2 separate regions of the Mus musculus genome follow, and region 2 is linked to region 1. A link is a contact called in public promoter capture Hi-C data. All regions are on one chromosome and are shown on one strand. The core of a region is the stretch at or near the end of the contact, and the rest is flanking DNA. Distances in the headings are between cores, read along the strand shown.

The links. Promoter capture Hi-C pulls out the DNA fragments that hold promoters and counts their contacts.
Region 2: a contact with region 1 is called in a promoter capture Hi-C map of pre-B cells, with 3 times the contacts expected there. The contact joins the promoter of Saal1 here to the promoter of Abcc8 in region 1. A contact is called at or near these places in 2 of 39 promoter capture datasets (cranial neural crest and pre-B cells).

Annotation. Positions count from the first base shown.
Region 1 is chr7:46,178,064-46,182,733 of GRCm38.p6, reverse strand. It overlaps Abcc8 (ATP-binding cassette, sub-family C (CFTR/MRP), member 8), which reads left to right and starts at 2,701. Exons shown (of 39, transcript NM_011510.3): 1 at 2,701-2,932; 2 at 4,151-4,292. The coding sequence starts at 2,785.
Region 2 is chr7:46,708,238-46,712,907 of GRCm38.p6, reverse strand. Saal1 (serum amyloid A-like 1) reads left to right here and starts at 2,257. Exons shown (of 12, transcript NM_030233.1): 1 at 2,257-2,410; 2 at 3,931-4,044. The coding sequence starts at 2,276. Saa3 (serum amyloid A 3) reads left to right here. Exons shown (of 4, transcript NM_011315.3): 3 at 181-319; 4 at 644-910. The coding sequence ends at 782.

The sequences.
Region 1 (4,670 bases), core at 1,452-3,951:
CAAGTTACCCAGTTAGCCACACAAAGGCCTGAGCAACATCGACCCCAGGAGAGCCACTCCCACCGTGCCTGCCAGCGAGTGAGAATCCAGACTCTTAAATCCAGGTCTGTTCTTGTTCTGCCACTAGATGGTTGAGAATTCTTCAAGTGGGGTACCTTTGCTTAAAGCACTCTCCCAGTGCTTACAGACGTGGCAGGGTCTCCGGGGCTAGCAAACCCAGAGGCCCGCCCCTCACTGTATGGAGACACACGCAAGTCCATTTCATCCATAAAGGATGCCATGAAGCATGCGCTCCTCCAGGCCTGTGTCCGTGTTCTCTGCACCCACCCCACTGAAGCCCAGGAAGGACTACACCATGCAGGTTGCTTGTTTTCAGTGACCCTGCACTGATGGGCATTTGAGGTGCTTCTAGGGCCCAGCTACAAAGCAGTTCTATCACACATCCTTGGCAGCTACAGAGAGCCTTCTTGGGCAGCTGGCACCATGCGTTCCAAGAGAACTCTCAAATCCTTGTGTCAGGCAGTGGGCTGTGTGGTCTGTGTAGACTGCTGGCAGCCACAGTGTCCCTGAGGTAAACGGGTCCTCAAGACTGCAGGCTAAACATGCTCCCGCCACTTGCAGCTCTCCTCACTAGAATGTTACAATGGACCACACCTTTTGTTTGCTGTAAGGACCCAGGAGAGGCAAGTGTAGGGTAGTTGTAGACACTGAATGGGCATAGAGAACCTGCCTCACCTGCACGCTAAGCCCCTTTGATCCTGTGATCTCATCCCAGCTCATATGACTTCCTCTCCCCACCCATTTAGAAATGAGAAAAATGAAGCTCAGAAAGGTGACTGGCCACATAAGAAGTTATGTAGGAATCTGGCCATATGCTATCTCACGATGGGGATGTGCTCTGAGAACTATCACTAGGTGGCACCACTGAGCACACAGCAGCAGAGCCTCTGGTCACTGTACTGAGATACCTATGACAGCAGAAGGCAGTCTAGTCTAGTATGTCCCCTCCCCACAAAGCCCTCGGTATGAATGCAGTCCTCAGTTGCCTGAAAGGTTGTGCATCCATGACAACGTGGCTGAGCATGTAACTGCACAAAGAATAATGCAGAAATGTAGAGAAAAACCTAAAATAAAAGAAAACTCCAGCCTAGGGCAGGAAGGTTGAATTTGAGGCTAATGTGGGCCACACAGTGAATTCAGGGCTACATAGCAAGATTCCATCAATGAGGAGCAGGAGAAAAAGGAGGGAGAGGAGGAGGAGGAGGAGGAGGAGGAGGAGGAGGAGGAGGAGGAAGATGATAATTATGATGATATAAGAAAAAAGGAATGCTAGAGTCCACAGCAGTGGGAGTGGATACATGCATGTGCTTATAGTATCACATCCACAGGCAAAACCAGAAAGGATAAGCTTGGTCTCTGATCCTCCCTTGCTTGCTCTCTGGTCCTCCCTTGCTTGCTCTCTGGTCCTCCCTTGCTTGCTCTCTGACCCTCCCTTGCTTGCTCTCTGATCCTCCCTTGCTTGCTCTCTGATCCTCCCTTGCTTGCTCTCTGATCCTCCCTTGCTTGCTCTCTGGTCCTCCCTTGCTTGCTCTCTGGTCCTCCCTTGCTTGCTCTGTAGTCCTCCCTTGCTTGCTCCCTGGTCCTCCCTTGCTTGCTTCCTGGTCCTCCCTTGCTTGCTCCCTGGTCCTCCCTTGCTTGCTCTCTGGTTCTCCCTTACTTGCTCTCTGGTCCTTGCTTGCTCTCCTACTGCTCACCTAGCTCTCTCCACTCTTACACAGTCCAGGGCCCTGTTCATGAAATAGTGTTGCCCACAGTGGGCTGGGTCCTCCCACAGTAATTAATAATCAAGACAGTTAGCCACAGACATACCCACGGGCCAGCCTGATTTAGGCAATTCCTCAACTGAGGCTCTTAATTGATTCTAGGTTGTGGCAAGTGGACAATTAAAAACTATCAGGCACTGGGGAGAAGTCCCCGTGGTTAAGAGTATTCCCATGGGCTCTCTTGAGGAGACCAAGTTCTGTTCCCAGTAACGCCCATGCCAGGCAGCTCTCAACCAATAATTCCAGCTCCAGGGGATCCAAGTTCCTCTTCTGGCCTCTATTGGTACCTACACACACACACACACACACACACACACACACACAGAGAGAGAGAGAGAGAGAGAGAGAGAGAGAGAGAGAGAGAGAGAGAAAACCAATCTTTAAACAAACAAACAAAAACAAAACAAAAACCCTAATCACCACAAGGGAAGAGAGCTAGATTCAGGCCAGGTTCCCACTGGCTAGCAAGGACACCTTGAATCTTTTAGGGGAAAGATCGGGACAGGCTGTGAGGTCACTCTGCGACCCCGCGCCAGAGACACTTGAAAATTCCCACGCACCCTCCTAAGTTCAAGTTCTTTAGTTTCTTTGGACCGAATCGGGTACGGGCTTGTGCCACTCTGTTCCTATGGGGACCCCTCTGATCTACATCCAGCTGAGCCTAGTTCCAGAGAATCAACATTCGGGAATCCCAAATCCACGCACTCCGGGCTCACCCGGATCATCTTGGTTACTACTCCCACTCAGACACCGCCTCGCCTGCGCACCCAGCGCACGTGCGCATTGGGTGAGACCCCACCCTCGCCCCACAAGAGCAGCTGGAAGGGCGGGGCCCAGCGGCAGGTGGGGGCGGGGCGGGCCGGGGCGGGGCGGGGCGGGCCGTGCGGGAGCCCAGGGTGCTGCGAGGAACAGAGGCGCGGGAGGCGCGCGGAGCCAGAGCAGAGCCCGTGCGCGCGCCACCATGCCCTTGGCCTTCTGCGGCACCGAGAACCACTCGGCCGCCTACCGGGTGGACCAAGGTGTCCTCAACAACGGCTGCTTCGTGGACGCGCTCAACGTAGTGCCACATGTCTTCCTGCTCTTCATCACATTCCCCATCCTCTTCATCGGTGAGCGCGCGCCCAGCGACGGAGGGCGGGAGGACGGGTGGGGGAAGGACGAGTGGCCGGGGTGGGGGTGGCGCGCGGCCCCGGCAGTCCCGCACCACCGGCTTGCTGGTCTTCCTGGGTCCCCTGCTGTGCGTCTCTTTTTTTTTCCCCTCGCACCCTCCCCTATCCTTGAACTCGCGCCAGACACGATGGGCGCTAGCGACCTTAGGGATCCCCAAGTTTTGCTACCGCAGAGCCTGACTCGGGATGGGGCTCTGCACGCGAGGGAATCGGCCTCACCCTGAGTGACGCTGCGGCGGGAGCCAGGCCATCCTTTCCCCCCGGCCGTGCTGTCACAGACTCGGGAGGGAGCTCAGACTCCAGCCAGGGAGGTTGGTGGTGGAGGTCAGCGAGCTGTTCCGGTGGCCCAACTTCCCGACTTTGGGCAGAGCATTTCCCAGGCCCGGGGTCCGTTCCACGTTGCAAAGAGATAGAGTTTGGGTGCCGGTATCCCGCCACCCCCAAAGGCAGTTCTTCTCTTGTAACTTCTTCAGGACAGTGTGAGTCAACTCAGATCAGATTTAGGAACCCCCTTCGACTCCCAGCGCGCTTGCCTGAAAGTGGTCTACAAAGTTGGGCGCCCAGTCTGGTCCCTTCCTCTCCACATCCTTGAATCTCTCAGGCCAATCAGCTCTGTTCAAAGAGTGTTGACTGTTCATTTACATTAATTAAGAGAAATAGCAAATCTTTAAAACTCTTTAGGGTAGAAGGCCGAGGTGGCCATTGAACTAAATTAGTAAAAAGTTGCTGAGCCGGGCTATCCTGGAAATCTCGGTTCTTGGGAGGTGGGGGCAGGAGGATCAGGGAGTTTAAGGTCATCTTCAGTTACATAGGAAGTTCAAGGCTCGTGTGGGCAACATAAGACCCCGTCTCAAAAATAAATAAATAAATAAATAAATAAATAAATAAAGAGCTGCTGCAGAAGGAAGCTGCTAGTTACTGACAGAGGTAAATGATGTGCATGCCCATATGTCTAGCAGAAACGAAACAGAATGGGTAGACAGTCACACAAGAGGTCAGTGTGGTGGTCCCTGCTTAGGACCGGCCTGCAGGCTCAGGCTTTGTGCCTGGATATCCAGTTCATATGCTCATCCCTGGGGAAGGAGGATTTGCATGGTCTCCTTATCACCATGCTGGGCCTCCAGGTGGGCGTCCTGCCTTCTGCGTCTCTCCCCACAGGATGGGGCAGCCAGAGCTCCAAGGTACACATTCACCATAGCACCTGGCTCCATTTCCCTGGCCACAACCTGCGCTGGATCCTTACCTTCATGCTGCTCTTTGTCCTGGTGTGTGAGATCGCTGAGGGTATCCTGTCTGATGGGTAAGTGAGCTCCAGGGGAGTGGGGAAGCTGCAGGAGACCCTCCCTGTGCCTGCTCATCGGCCTTCTGTAAACCAGTACCTGGTGTGAACTGCGCCAGGCCTTAGGCACATATGAGACGCAGGGCCTACCATCAGTCTGGAGGATAAAGGGGTGCAGATTTCTGTACCAGTTCCCAGTGAGACCATTGGAGAGCCTTGTCAGAGTGTCCCAGCTGCTGTGGGCAATACCCGGTCTCTCTGAAAGTGACTGAAGTGCGTGAGGGGACAGTAAATCCTGTCACTTGTTCTTACTGAAGGCCTCTCCTTGGTTCCCATTCATTTACAAGATTCAAGGATCTCTGGGCCCTCATCTTTGTCCCGATACAGCCCCACCTGCCT
Region 2 (4,670 bases), core at 1,008-3,507, 530 kb before region 1:
GATGGGAGTCCATTGGGATAAAACCCGCTCCAATGTACTTCTTTGGGCAGTAAGAACTATTTATTTCAAGCTAGCAACATTTCTGTGGGTTTTGGGAAAAGCTGGGATGAGTTGGATAGACGTCGTAGCCCTCTGTTTTACCTCAACACAACCACCGCCATCACTCTCTTCCCTCTCCAGGGTCTAGAGACATGTGGCGAGCCTACTCTGACATGAAGAAAGCTAACTGGAAAAACTCAGACAAATACTTCCATGCTCGGGGGAACTATGATGCTGCCCGGAGGGGTCCCGGGGGAGCCTGGGCTGCTAAAGTCATCAGGTAACACGGGTCTGGGTGAACAGAGATTGACTGCCTTGGACAGCCAGGAAGGAGCTGTCTCTTCTGCAACCTGTGTATACTACCCGTTACCTCTCGATCTTCCTCTTTTCTGTGCATAGTACTGGAAGGGGTTGGTGGTCATGTGATTGCTTGTGGATGACCCCCCCACTTCCTGCTGCTGCTGCTCATCCAGTGTGAGGCTGACAGCCTGGGCAGGGTCCTACCAGCCTCTCCCTCCCCTCACAGCCAGGAGGAGAGAGTCCTGAGGGTGGAGCTACTGCCTGTGGGCTTGGTTAAAAATCTTCTTGTCCATCCTAATTACAGCGATGCCAGAGAGGCTGTTCAGAAGTTCACGGGACATGGAGCAGAGGACTCAAGAGCTGACCAGTTTGCCAATGAGTGGGGCCGGAGTGGCAAAGACCCCAACCACTTCCGACCTGCTGGCCTGCCTAAAAGATACTGAGTTTTCTCTTCCTGTTGTTCCCAGTCATGCTGCCCCCCGAGAAGAGGAGCAACTACTGGGTTGAGATATTTTCTAAAATCTGGATCCCTAAACATCCCAATGTGCTGAATAAATACTTGTGAAATGCACTTTGTCGCTGTCACTGTTGTTTTGAGAGCACAGGGCAGTCACACTGAGGGTTGAGGGCCTGTGGGTTAGCAGGGGACATCACTTGCTTTTCTTTTCTTTTTCTTTTCTTTTAAAGAAAGAGACAAGAAGAGATGGAATTGGAATATGACACGAGATAGCAAGAAAGCGCTGTGTATGGTTTCAGTTATGAAGTTGAAAACTAGATAAAAACCAATGCATTCTGGGCTATGGCCCAGTGCTAAGCATGACTGCCAAGCACAGGTGAGGCCCCAGCTTTCAGTCCCCTGTGCCCTCCCCGAGAGAAAAATCAGTAAGTTCTGACTCACTGTAAAATACGACTTACAAAGGCTGATGGCAAAATCACTTCCCACTGAGAAAGCATCAACTCTAGATGCCTCTCTGCAGATAATCTCAGCCCTTCAAAAGGGCCAGCCACTCCCATTTTGTAAAAAATAATTGCAGAAAAAAAAAGACATATTCTGCAATCATTTCCCCTGGGGTAGAAAGGCTTTAACACCAAGCTGGGTGGTTTGCAGTCATCATGGTTAACTAAACTAAGTCTTTAAGGTTATAGTTGAAAATCACACAAGACTGTTGATTACCTATGAGTAACTAGAGAAGCATGAACTGAGCTGTGTTTTCATTCAAGGTCAACAGAAAGGGGTATGGGGGGGGGAGAGAAAATAAAAATGAATAAAGCTACTTTCTGGTTATAAAAAGTGAGTCTGTGAGAGAAGGAGCAGGGACGCTTGAGTGGGTGATAACTCAGAAGATTCCATAAACACGAGACACAGCTAACTCAACTTCCTGCACCTGAGATTTTAAGAGAAAAGTAAGTTTGCAGAGCATGTATGCACACTTCAGTGTACTAGGATGAATCTCAGATAAAAGAATTAAAAACAAAAACCAACCAAACAAGAGTTTCTGGGCACCGTGGCACCTGCCTATAGTTCTAGCTGCTGGAAGTGGAGGCATAAGATGGCGAGTAGCAGGCCTGGACTACATAGCTTGACCCTGACTCAAACAAAGAATCAAATCAAAGAAAGATTAAAACTCCACAAGTGCGTGCTAAAATTGAAGTTGATGTAAGGTTTAAATCAGCACTAATGAATAGCTAACATATCTGGACATGGCAGTTACTGTGTGTGTGTGTGTGTGTGTGTGTGTGTGTGTGTGTGTGTGTGTTCTGTGCTCACTCCTAGCTCTGGGTGGAGAAGAAGACCCCATGGATCCTACAGGTTCCCGGACCTCGCGGGAGCCTGACGGCAGGGGGCGCTGTGTGGGAGCTGAGCCGTGTGCCTTGGGCTCTCTGGCGCGTCCTCTCGCCTCCTCCGCGGCTTCCGGTACTGTTGGCGCGCATCGGCATGGATCGAAACCCGTCTCCTCCGCCGCCTACCTGTGGTTCGGAGGATGAAGAGGACCTGGGTGGGGGAGACCGCATCGGGAGCACGGTCTACAGCAAGCACTGGCTCTTCGGCGTCCTCAGCGGGCTCATCCAGGTGCGGAGACTCGCGCAGGCGCCCTCCGTGCCCAGGGAGTGGACGGGATGCTGGAGGCTCGCGGGTGCCGATGGACTAACTTGCCAGAACCACACCGCGCACGTACTTTACTGGGCTTCTACTTCCTAACCCCACTGTCACGTACGAAGTCGAGACCCTACCATTCGTGTTTTGTCGGCTCTTGTTCTAGTGGAATACATAGTTTGGAGTCAGACAACCCTGATCTCCGAGACGCGAGCTTATCCCATGCTGGAAACGGGACTCCTTAACCCAGATCCTCCATTTCTTTCATAGTTTCTATTAAAACAAGATAATCAGTATTATCGTAAACAAGATTTTGTATAGGTTGAGATTATAATGAGGCTGCCAATAGATGTTTTTCTGCCCATTGCTGTCCATACCGCCAATTTCTGTTTTCTCTAAGCCATTTTCTACATTGCCAAAAAAAAAAAAAAACCCTTCCTTTTTATTATTTTTAAAGGTTGTTCTTGTTGCTCATAGGAGAACACTTTCTATTTCCTAACTGGGGATCCAAGGTTGGTTGTGTCTTCTTCAGCCATTTTACGGTACATTGTGTTCCATCACCAGTAGACAGTTGGCCATCTCCAAGCATGTCTTATACTTTCTGAGCACTTGTAGTCACCTCCGAATGCTTGCCTCATTTCCCCAGGACAGTCCTAACCTTCCCATAGATTTAGATTTCTTCTTTTAAGAGAAATGTGTGTCTTCTCCCAGGAGTAGGTCATTGGTCCCTAATTTTTTCTCCCATAGTTCTTTCACCAGTTCAGCACAGTCAGCCTCTTTCTGTTGTGATTGCCTGGTTACATGCCTTTCCTACATTAATCCTAAACCGTTTGGAACCAAAAGGGTTATATTGTTGTTTTCATTTGTCTGCTGCAGTGCCCACAGACCGTATTTACTTGAAGAGTGTTTAATGTGTAGATCTATCTAAGACTGTGGAAAGCTTTTGGAACCCCTTGGCAGGAATTTGATACTGGGCCATGACAAGGAAGTTGGTTCTGGCAGGAATCTAATTTTAGGCTAGAACAAAGAAGGCATGAGTATAACTTTGGGCTGGGGCCGGGAAGTAGGCTCAGATATCTTGGCCATCCTGATAAGCCCCTAGAAACAGTGATCAAAGGGGTGATCGAGGGACTTTGTTTATTGCCTTGCTTGTTCCTTGACTATTTGTGTTTATTGTGCCGCTTGTCCTTATTATTTGCATGTAATTAAAATGGATATAAAAGCAGATTGGGAAAAAATAAACCTGCCGCAGCCTCAGAACTGCCTGGGGGTCATGCTTACAATGTTGTCTGTCTTTTTTCTTTTTAATCCTCACTCCTGCCCTGGAGAACCTGTTGACTGACTGAGTTGGCTTGGTCACAAGGCTTTAGGTTTTAGAAACTGTTTTGTCTGAGGAGATACTTTTGAGAGATTGAGACTTCTAAGTGATAATATCTAATCTAAGTGAAGACCTATGAGTATTTTAACTGATTTTTTTTTCCTTTATGTCTCTGAAGATTGTCACACCTGAAAGTGGCACATCTGGCTCAGCTGATGAGGAAGAACAGGCAGATCTTGCTGAAGAAATGGAGAATGAGATTTGCAGAGTCTGGGATATGTCCATGGACGAGGTATGCGGATGGAAGTGAGATTCCGAACAGACTCAGAGTGGGGAGGTGATGAAGGGGCTGGAAAGATGGCTCCATGGTTAGGAGGACTATCTGCCCTCCCAGAGGTCCTGAGTTCAATCCCCAGCAACCACGTGGTGGCCCATAGCCATCTCTACTGGGATTTGAGGTATACATGCAGATAGAACACTCATATACATAAAATAAGTAAATAAGTAGAAAGGATCATTCCTCCACTGTTGGCGGAAAGGCCTATTCAGTGATTGCAGTCTCTCCAGTTTGTGGTTCAGAGTATGAAGTCTCAGGAGCTATTACTTTAAACATATATACAGTTCCATCCTATGGACATCATAGTATATTTAACATAGATGTGAACTAAGACAGCTATGACCACAGGGCCCCCAATGGAGAAGCTAGAGAAAGCACCCAAGGAGCTGAAGGGGTCTGCAACCCTATAGGTGGAACAACAATATGAACTAACCAGTACCCCCAGAGCTCGTGTCTCTAGCTGCATATGTAGCAGAGGATGGCCTAGTCGAGAGAGACCCCTTGGTATTGTAAACTTTATATGCCCCAGTACAGGGGAATGCCAGGGCCAAGAAGTGGGAGTGGTGGGTAGGGGAGCAGGG